2 separate regions of the Mus musculus genome follow, and region 2 is linked to region 1. A link is a contact called in public Hi-C data. All regions are on one chromosome and are shown on one strand. The core of a region is the stretch at or near the end of the contact, and the rest is flanking DNA. Distances in the headings are between cores, read along the strand shown. Region 1 has its middle 120 kb from the start of Gm40042. Region 2 has its middle 140 kb from the start of Slc7a11.

What was found. A called contact is a pair of places that touch in the nucleus more often than the background predicts.
Region 2: a Hi-C map of nephron progenitors shows a contact between it and region 1, with 2.2 times the contacts expected there. The contact joins two enhancer-like sites. A contact is called at or near these places in 2 of 484 Hi-C or Micro-C datasets (cranial neural crest and nephron progenitors).

What each region holds. Positions count from the first base shown.
Region 1 is chr3:49,907,457-49,912,928 of GRCm38.p6, forward strand. No RefSeq gene overlaps it. Among named protein-coding and RNA genes, the nearest start is that of Gm40042, 120 kb to the right of the region's middle. Within about 2 kb of position 1,620, at least 60 of the 459 cell types and tissues checked have an H3K27ac peak or open chromatin away from gene starts, as enhancers often do.
Region 2 is chr3:50,305,414-50,310,481 of GRCm38.p6, forward strand. No RefSeq gene overlaps it. Among named protein-coding and RNA genes, the nearest start is that of Slc7a11, 140 kb to the right of the region's middle. Within about 2 kb of position 3,463, at least 17 of the 459 cell types and tissues checked have an H3K27ac peak or open chromatin away from gene starts, as enhancers often do.

The sequences.
Region 1 (5,472 bases), core at 370-2,869:
ATGTTCTTCCCTGTCTCTAGTTAAGTTCTCATGGCTGCAGGATGGGTAGATTTGATGTGACTCTTTCCTAATCCTTTCTCATGGAGCTACTTTCTCAAATACTGGTGGGGAAAATCCAGGAACTCCAGAATCTCGACTTTTTCTCAGTGCTTGCAGTCCCCTAACACCTACCTAACAAACTCAGAGATCCAACTCGTCCTTAGCAAGATCAGCATGGAGACATGGTCACTCAGTCTGGATAGCAGCCTACAATCTGCAGTTTCTTAAGACTGCCTCTGCATTCCCAGCAACCAACAGAGCCAATGGCTTGAGCTATGGTTAATCATGATTATCAAGTGATAAGATTCAGAATTATTTTGGAAGCAAAGCACTGGGCGTAGCGGTGCTGGGTTTTCTAGATTAGGATGAGGAGGGAAGGGAGGATCTACATGAAGTGTGTGGGGAGCACCATTGCATGGAATGAACTACTGTTCTAAATAAAAAGGAGAAAGAGTTGAGAATCTACCTTCATCACAGAATCTCTGGTAGTGACCATAATGTGAGCAACTAACCACACTCTTTGGCCTCCCTTATGCAACTGTGCTCTTGAACTGTGAACCAGCATAACTCTTCCTTTCTTAACCTGCTCTTGTCACATATTAACAGTAATTACAGAAGTAGCTGATATAGCAAGCAATGCTTGAACTTCCAAGTTCAATCCCTAACACCCCTTGAAAAGGAGCCCCAAGAGTGTGATGTTCACAAACAGCTTTTCCTTTAGCCACAGTCTCTACGGAAACACACAGTTCTATTACATCTTTCTTCCCACCAATTCTATGACCAGTGTGTGCATCTCAGATGCATATCTTAGACTGTTTAGGACGGAAAAACGGGTGGTGGAACACAGCAGCGTTTGCCCCAGTCTTCCCCACTTTCCCGATGTGCTCTCCCACATTTTATTCCTCTGTTCTTCTATTAGACAACATGCCAATGAGCAGGATTCTAGGACTACGACAGAAGCCTTAACTTTTTGGAAACCTCCTCCCCACCCCCACCACATCCCTGCAAAGTACTTGGCTTGGGTAAAACAAAGAAAGTCAGTTTCCAGCAACATTTGGATGTTTGTGTTAGCCAGCCTTACAAGAATCTAGGACATTTTTGCTTTCACCCGTGAAGGCTGAGGTTCAGAGACTGACAAAAAAGCTTTGTGTTTTTCTTTATCTATCATAACCTATAAAGTTCCCAAGACTTTATGTAAGACAATTTGTAGCCCTTGGCATCTTAGCATTTTTACAGTGTAGAAAGGCAGTGCTCTGTGTGGCTGGCAGGACAATAGGTTCTGAAGCTCAGCAGGCATGCCGATGTATAATAATGTCAAAGGACCAAACAGCCATAGCTTCTAACCCTTTGTGTTTACAGTGATGATTTCAGGCAGTTGCGGTACTCGAGTTTTCAATCTCTCTTTTAAAAGTTCACTCTTGAAGTTTGATTCCCAAGGGAGAAAATACACTTCGTACATCTCATAGAGGGGCAGCATCAGTTTTTTTTTTTTTTTTCACTTCCTTCTCCTTGTTTGTCTTAGCTGCTGCACACTCAGAACTGCCTGAGAGCCTTGGGAGCTTTAGGGAGGTTAACTATTGGGTTTCATCTCTGCCTCACAGAAAGCATCTGAAAATAATCAAGATACAGAGAGAAGCTTGGAATGGGGGCGGGAAAGCCTTCAGGATTTGATTTAGAGGAACTTCCACTGTGAGCCACATTTCTTTGTTTACATGCATTCCTGCTCAGAAGGCCAACTTCCTGTCGTAAAGCTGCGTACAGAATTCGAGTATTCAGAAAACAACATGGCTCAATCCATCAGAACTCTGGAAGGGGACTTCGAATAACGAATAACTATTACTCTCAAAGGGCATGTTATAAAACCCAGCACCTCATCCGCGATTCTCGCCATTCATGTGCTTTCAGAGACATGAGTCTCTGCTGCTTCCACAGAACAGGAAATCAGAGCTTCTTACTCACAGAGAAAATGGCTAGTATAGACTTTGCCTGGAGACACAAAGGGGTATAGTAGAAATTCAGAAAAGAAACAGGAACTTTCTTAATGTGATAAAACCAAGAGAAGACACTATGAATGTAGTTCAGCCCCTGGAGTGCAGTGACCAATCACTCAGAATGTAGATGGCCCCTCCCCCCCCCCTAGTTCACTGCTCTTCTGTCAATTATCTTCTATTGATTAGGAATTCCACATCACTCACTTCCTTTTGAAAGTATTGCTCAGATTTTTCGGACTTAGCCCACATTCATAATTCCTCCACAAATATCAGTTAGTCTTCTGTGGCAATACCCGTTTTCATGACATACTCTAAAGATGCTGCTGTAGCCTCCATTTCTAGCTCTCTGCTCCTCACAGTGTACCTCACAGCATTCAGCTTCAAGTTTCCAGGTCTATGTAACTAAACTAAGCTTAAAGAAAGACAAAACTACCACTCAGAGGTCCCTCTTTGCAAGGTCACCGCCATTGTTATTAAGTCAAAATCAGGGGCAGTTTCAGCATCCCCTTATTCTCTGTCTGTTGTCAGTGGGCCCCTCATATCACCTCACCCTTCTTGAAAGCCTGATTTGGTGGCCATTACTGAGCCTGTGGAGTTATCTTCAGGGTCACTTCTTTCTCCATCTGGGATTAAATCTTGATGCTTTGCAGTATACCATTACCAAATGTACCTCTTTCCACATGCTCTCGTTGTTTGTTATAGCCTTGGCTGCACAAGAAATACTGATGAATCCCCAAACGACATTTCTATGTTTCTTGTTCATGTTTTGTATTAATTCAGGGACCCAGTCCTACCCATCCTAAGTATAATTCATATAATCCACTAGTCTTATGATTTATCACTGTTGCTAATCTTAAGAACAACATGCTAAGAATGTAGATCGCCCTATATGTAAGTCTTGGTTCTGCCTTCTCTTGCCTGCACAATCAGGGGAGAGTTAGTTAAATCCCTCTGCAGTTCACCTTTCTCCTTACCAAACTGAGTCTGGAAAGAGTAACTTATATGAAATAGAGATTTCATTGTTTTGACTACCATGGTTCCATTGGCCATCTTATAACTCTTAATAAATGGAATTACCGCCTGATATGTTTTCTCCTCCATCTTGTCTTACTTATAATTATTCTGCAAAGCAATCAAAGAGTTCATTCTGCCAAACTTCACTATGACATCTTTTTTGATGCCAGAATTCTGAGCAGAATTCTGCTCACCTTTATTTTTACAATGTAACTTATGACTCAAGGCTCAACGATTCTTGCCAACTCCACAATCCAAACAGTTGAAGACAGAGGTGCATTGCAGGGGAGGGGGGAGCACAGCAGAGCCATCCTCAGGTTTGAACCAGCAATTGCAATTTCATGCATCCAGCTTCTCAGCAGGACAAGTATTTTCTCTGGGACAAAAATATGCTCCTTATCTCTATCTGCATTCAAACTTGCATATAAGCTGCATTCAGGACACATAGTCAAGTTTTAAATGGGGCTTAATAGTTTTCATGGGGAGGGCAGTAAAATCATATACTAAGCAGGTTACCAAAACCATAACTGTTCTCACACAGCTTCTGTTTAGCCAGCTCTCATCTACATTCTTTCTTTGTCTGACCTCCTTACATTGCGTTCCTGGTGTTTCATTTCACTCTGTCATGCTTCACTGTGCTGTGAGCAATAACCACAGGGATGAAGTGAATTGATTGTGTTCAGTAGAGACAGAGGAGATGGTGGAGGTAATTAGGTGGAGAGGTAAATTTTCTGCAGAAGCCAAACTGAGAAACTTTGAAATGATGTTTCACTTGAAAATATTTGCCTAAGGCAAGACAAAGATACCAGAATGCAAATTAATTAAACAAATTAATTAAAGCAGTTTTTTAGAGGGTGGAGAATAATTAAGACCTACATGAAAAGGTTTCTGAGGATTCTAGAAAATATACAAAAAAGCATCATAGCTTATTAAAGGTTCTTGATACATGTGTAGGTAGAATGTATATAAATATGCATATACATACTTATAAAATTTTAATCTGAAGTAATGTTTTTGAACTTCAGATTCAGAATGAGGTTGTGTGTCTCTACCCCTATATTTATGACCAAGAGAAACCAAGTGACTTCAAAGAAACAAAACCAATATTTAAAAATTAGATCAGCTCTCTATGGCTTTGAAAATAAAACATTGATTTCTTTCTTGTTAGTTAAGTTGACACAAAATGCTTAAGGAAACTGAATCATATAAAATAATATTTAACAATAATTCTAACATTTTCAGTCTAATTAACACAGTTTGGTCTATGGTATTATTGTAAAGGACTATAACAAAATTACTGACCCCCCTAATTAGAATTAATTGTATACATTTAATTTGAACTGTTACTTGAAGACCATTCTCAACATATCATCACTTCTTATGTGATAGTTAACTATATGCCTTAATTTTTCTAGGACTGATATGGATTGACTATATTGAAATTCTACATTATAATGTTTTGTGTTGATATAAATTATTTAGTCTAAAGCCTCTCATATCACTTACCAATATGAAAGAGTATTTTCACTCCATTTATACAAACACAAACTGAACATCATTGGCTTCTTTGTTTGCAAATGTTATTTGAGCAGAAGGGCCTTGTCTCACAACTAAGAACAGGAATTGAGGCTGAGGGCAGGTAACAGAAGCCCCAGGGTCCAAGAAACTTGCCATGAGTGGTAACTCCACATCAGCTCCTCCAAGAAGAGGCAGCGACTATCAGCAAAACTGCTTCTCAGGCTTCTCTGAGGAATGCAGGTAAGTGGTCCCTCAGGTAAGCAGGACGCAGACAATAAAGCTTTACAGACTGCAAGCTGCACCTTAATGATGTTTAAATGTGTGCAGGAAGTTGATGCAGCTCTCTGTGGTGAGATGAAGTTTAGAGTATTAAGCAAACATGTGCTTTATTTCGGTGCCTTGGAAACTGCAGAGTAGGTGCCAACAGTGTGTTAATATTTGATCATCTTTAATATTTCAGAAGTCTTAATTTTAAACAATCAAGATGCACATGAAAAATACAATCTTCCTGAGGCTTCATTATGTTTGTATTATAACTGGCCTAGCGTTTGATCAGATGGAAATAAATAGTTGTATATATATGGAGATTATCTTTACATGGAAATGGTTCATCTTGCTATGACACAAGTACCATCATTTCTCTGCTTTTGTATATTTTCTACTACCAGTTACAGTGTTTTTAAATTTTCTCCCAGATATAATTTTTGTTATTTTAGCTTTTGATGATTTCATATATGTTGTGTGTTTTTATCATGTTCATCTCCATTTTCTTGTCTCCCTCCGTTTCCCGATTTCCTCTCTGCCCTCTGTGAGTTTAACTAGGGATTCTTGCATTAGCAATGGTGGGCTCTTATTTCTAGAGGATAGATAATTATGAGCAATGGCTACACCACTAAAAGAAGTGTCTCCT
Region 2 (5,068 bases), core at 2,213-4,712, 400 kb after region 1:
TGATCAGCAAAGGAGGACAGGTGTTTTCAGATTTGAAACACTTGAAATCCCTTTGTCATGAGTAGTAGTCGATGTGATATCATTGAACAAAGCTGAAAAAGAAAAATGCAGTTGGCTTCTTGGAGCCATGCAGACTGGCACAGCAATGGGGAGATGGGCCATGCATCTAAGTCATTCTCTGTTTCAGGAATCACTCATAGGACCTGACTCTGAGGTTCAGGATCCCTCATGTTTGTATTCATTGTCACATTTATGAGATAGCACCAGCAGGGCACAGATTAATTTGACAACATTGATACTAATCACTGAGAAAAGCTTTTTAACTATGCAGAAGTTTAAAGAAGCTGAGAGCATGGAGATTCCTAATGATGTTAGCATTCCTGAAGTTTTGTCTTGGTAGCACTGAAGAATTTTGAGATAATAAACTTAATTACTCACTTTCCAGTTGTTTATTGTTCTCAGGATATCCCTCTGAAACCCCATAAATCTTTAATCTGTGTAATGACAGTGGTGACATAGTTTTCCCAAATGCCTTGCCTCCAATAGCTATTTTACTCCAAGGGCACCTTTTATTTCAGAGACCACAGTCAGACCTTATTTAATCTTCCCTTTCCCTGCCACATGCATGGGTTCCCAGAGAATCATGAGGGGCCACGGTGTCCCTTCCCAGTCTAAAATCCCTCCCTCACACTCACGTCTCACGCCATTTCTCCTACAGTTTCAGGACTTAGATGCACATCCCATGTACCCGTTTGTGGATCAGTGAGATGTCTAACTCAAAGGACTTTAGACCAAACATGATATAATTAAGAGAAGGGGGTGAATTGTAGTGGGGGTACTACTTAGCTCACAGAATTATATAGACGTTAGAAAGAGGTAGATAAAAGCTAAGAAAGCTCAGACAGTAGGAAGTGCTGTATTTGGAACACTATAAATTCCACAATGAGCACGATCAACCTGCTTCCAACGATCTTTTGCTGTGGAGTCTACTGTGTTTCTCTGAATAATTTCTGTTCTAGCCCCAGATGGAAGCACCTTACTGCCAAGGCGACACTCTGCGTCTGTAACCTCACTGTCTGTGTGGAGAGAAGGAGTGTATCGGATCTGGTCATGCTTATACATGCTGCCCTACTTCCTGCCAAGACCTGAATAACCAGGCTGGGAAAGGCGGTTCAATGCCAAATGGTTTAATGCCATCACAATGGCAGTCAATGGGCAGGAGCTGAACGCTTTCAGCAGAAAATTTCAGAGTGGCCAAGAAGAAAGTGAGACTCCCATACAAAAAGGATTAAATAAAGTGGGAAAAAAATGGCCGGAAACATAGACTAATCTTTGAAGGAATTTTCTATCCATAGAAGGGGTAGTAGTTTGAAAAATAATGCAGGTTTGGAAGTAAGGCTCTCTTTTGCATTGTAACAACCAAATAGAAGTCAGTGAGAGTAGAAACCAAGTTCAAGGTTGTGGTCATTGAGGAGATGAACTGATGAAGGAGTGCACAGAGATAAAATAAAGAACAATGTGTGTAGATTAAACTATAAACAGAGATTTTCCCCTTTAGCATAGGACAAAAAAGGGAAATGAATAAAACAAGAAGAAGGGGAAACAGTATTGCTTATTAAAGGAAGCCAGGACAGGGATCTTGCACCTTAATAGACTGTACAGTGATGCCCAGAGTTCAAAGAATGAAGGAGAATTTAAAAAGAAAAGACAAAGAGAGGGAGGTAGAAAGGAAAGCTGGGTGCCTGGAAAACATTAAGAACCGCTACTATAAAAAGGGATAATGAACTAGGCATGAATAAAAGATCTAGTGGAATGGAGAACCACTTCCTATCTTACTGCCTAAAAGCTGTGTAGTAACAGTCACTGACTTTGGGCTGATAGATTTTTCCATTAGGGAAACAGCATTCTCTCCACCCAGCTATCCAGACTCCAGTAACCACCTTTTTCAATGTAATCATACATATAACAGATGTAGGAGGGTTTTTAGACCCACATTCAGACAACTAAGATACACACACACACACACACACACACACACACACACACACTCATACACTCTAGTTACCATCATGAGGCACTTCTGACAGGTTGCACATGAGTACCAAGTACAGCTGTCTACTGCAGCCTTCTCTGTGGTTTCTGTGGTGTCTCGCATGCTTATTCATGGAACCAGAATTTAACCACCCATTAAGAGACTAGAACAGGCCTCAGATTCCCCTTGGCCTTCTGAGGTTTTATCCCCTTTGCTAAGACTTTTCCAGATGCATTTTGGTAATGACACTGTATCAAGCTTCAGAAATCAACAGCCTGCGCTCAATCTGCTATAGGAATCTTCCCAGAAGAAAGGGATGTTTCATCCGGCGGAGTCATTCATCCTAGCCTGGACTCTTCTGCTTCTGATCCTCCCCTGTTAAAAACATAACACACTGGAGGAAGATTGTGCTATATTTCACCAGTACTCCGTGCCGCTACCGAGGGACACTTCCATCTGTTATTTGCTCTCAGCTTTGCCTACTGATAAAACAGGAAGGACAGCTTGCTGATGGGCTCTTTGAAGCAAATGGCTCTACTCTTTCCTGCAATTAATGTTTGTAAATTATTTCTACAGTAGTCAGCAGGTATAGTACCACCATTTACAGATTACTTTCAATAAATCAAGAGCCCGCGCTCCTTCTGAGAGGACCTCCATTACAATGCGACTCGTGGCTAGTGGCCTGCTCTACCCGTGATGAAAATTGCTCTGTGTGTAATCGAATACTCTCATTAATTCTGTCAATTATCATTCCCTCGTGGGGAGATCTGAAGGTTGTGCACTGAGTTGTTGAAGTTTCCTTTTATGTGTAGTATGTGTTGTTCACAGAATCTGGTAGTTAGGGCACTTCAAAATTTCACAGTAAGTTAATAGCCCTTTGGCTGCTAGAGAGAGAGAGATGGCTCACAACAACAAAGCTGATTACAATGGAAGCAATTTGGTATTTTTCCCAGGATTACTCTGTTGTTTAGATGATAAATTGTTTTTAGAGTAGAGAAATAATTATATATTTTACAGCCTCTGCACTGTTTTAGGGAAAATTCCTTTAGACCTATAATATAAACCTCCTTTTCTAATTTGAAAAATTCTTTTACTTAAACTTTCTATTTTTATTTTATTGACTCAAAAAATTTTGGTTAAATTTGACCCTGGGTGGTGTTGCTGCTGCTGTTGTTGTTTTTAACTGATTATTTCCCTATGTTCTATAATGATCTATTTTCCAGGGAAAGAAAATGGCCATATAACTTGCATTAAGAGTGCCACTCTCAAAGTTTTAGAACAGGGATTTTAACTTTCCAAGACACATCTCTCCTTTCAAAGCAGAAGCATGGGAAAGAGAATGATGGATTCTAAAGGTGACCCAGGTAGGAAGAGGCCACTGGAAGTAGGACAAGGGACACTGGAAGACTATCCAAAGCCTAAGGTGGCAACAACCTCTTCATCGGGGTCTATTAGGTGAGAACGTGAACTCTTACCAAGAGAAAAGATGAAAGGGAGATATCAAGTGGCAGAAGTATTGCAGAGTCTCACTTAAAGCAACTCAGTGCACATTAGGGACATGAAATGCAAAACATTACAGGAGTGTGTGCAAAGGAATTAGGCATGAAGCTCCCACATGATATGAACAGGATCTTCCTCTGGACAATTTTAGGAAAGAATAAGCCATTTAGTACTGAGACCTATGACCATTAACTGCCTTTCCTAGTAGTCATGGCCTTTGCTTCTGTGTTCACAATACTATGGCAGCAACTAGAGAGCATGCTAGACATTGAACACTAAACTAGTTGCACAGGGTACCACACATGAATGTCAATGATTATTGGAGTTGTCACTTTTTAAAAGTCAGCTATCTTTCAGTGAGAGGGAAGACAACATTCTTTAGGAGAAAACCATATACTTTACTAAGAAGTAAAGGGAATAAAATACCCAGAGAGTCTTTAATTACCATTGAAGTAGTCTCTTTCCTTTTTTAACTTTCAAGTATCTCATTGTCCAGTGCCTGTGGAAGTTACCTGAGAAACATCACGATTTAAGTGGAAAACAAACTGCAAACCAGCAGACCAATCAGGAAGACACAAAGTGAAATGAGATACTGTTCTGAATGCTTTCTTAAAAAGTAAAAAATAAATAATTATCAACAAGGCAATGCAGTTGTGAAGATCAGCAAGACCAGTACAGAACGGCTTGTGAAGAATAAGAACAAATCATTTTGCTCTATTTTGTAGGCACCTTCCTTTGAACAGGTAAATGATGAATTACTACAAATTTGGCAAAGCTTTAGGGCCATTTGATTCTCAAGTCATGGAAGACAGAAGTGTTTTACAAATCCAGAGAATGGATGGAGGTGTAATGTCTAGGTTTGGGAACAAGGGCAGAAGACCTAACATGGAGTCAAAGTCTCCTATAAAACTGACTTCAGCAGGAGATAACAAGTTGCTTTCAAAATTCCCAGGAACATACATTGGGGATCTGGCTTAGTAGGAAAAGTGCTTGCCATGAAAGTATAACGGTTTATATCTTCTACAGCTATGTATAAAAGTCTAGCGGGCTCAATGATCTCAGTGCTGGGAAAGCCGAGACAGGTGGATTCCCCAGAGACCTCCAGCCAGCAAGAAAGGCCAAATCAGAGAGCTCTGGGTTCACTGAGACACTCTGTCTCAGAAAAACAACAGCAGAGAGCTAAAGATGAATACACATGGCATCACTCTTGCTTCTTTGCTTGCGTGCATACACATGCATGCACATGTACCACACATATACATATGCATATACCATACATATATAATAAATGAATAGATAAGTGAATAAGCAAGTAAACAGGATGAAGAAGCAACTGGCCGAGTAATGTCCGTGTTGTGCACCTTTGACCTCCACATATTCCCATGCTCACCTGCATATACATGAATGCATACACAAATGAAAATGAAGATGGATCTGAGAAAATACACACACAACAAAGAGGAGGGGGAGGAGGAGGAGGACGGGGAGGAGGAGGAGGAAGAAGAAGAAGAAGAAGAAGAAGAAGAAGAAGAAGAA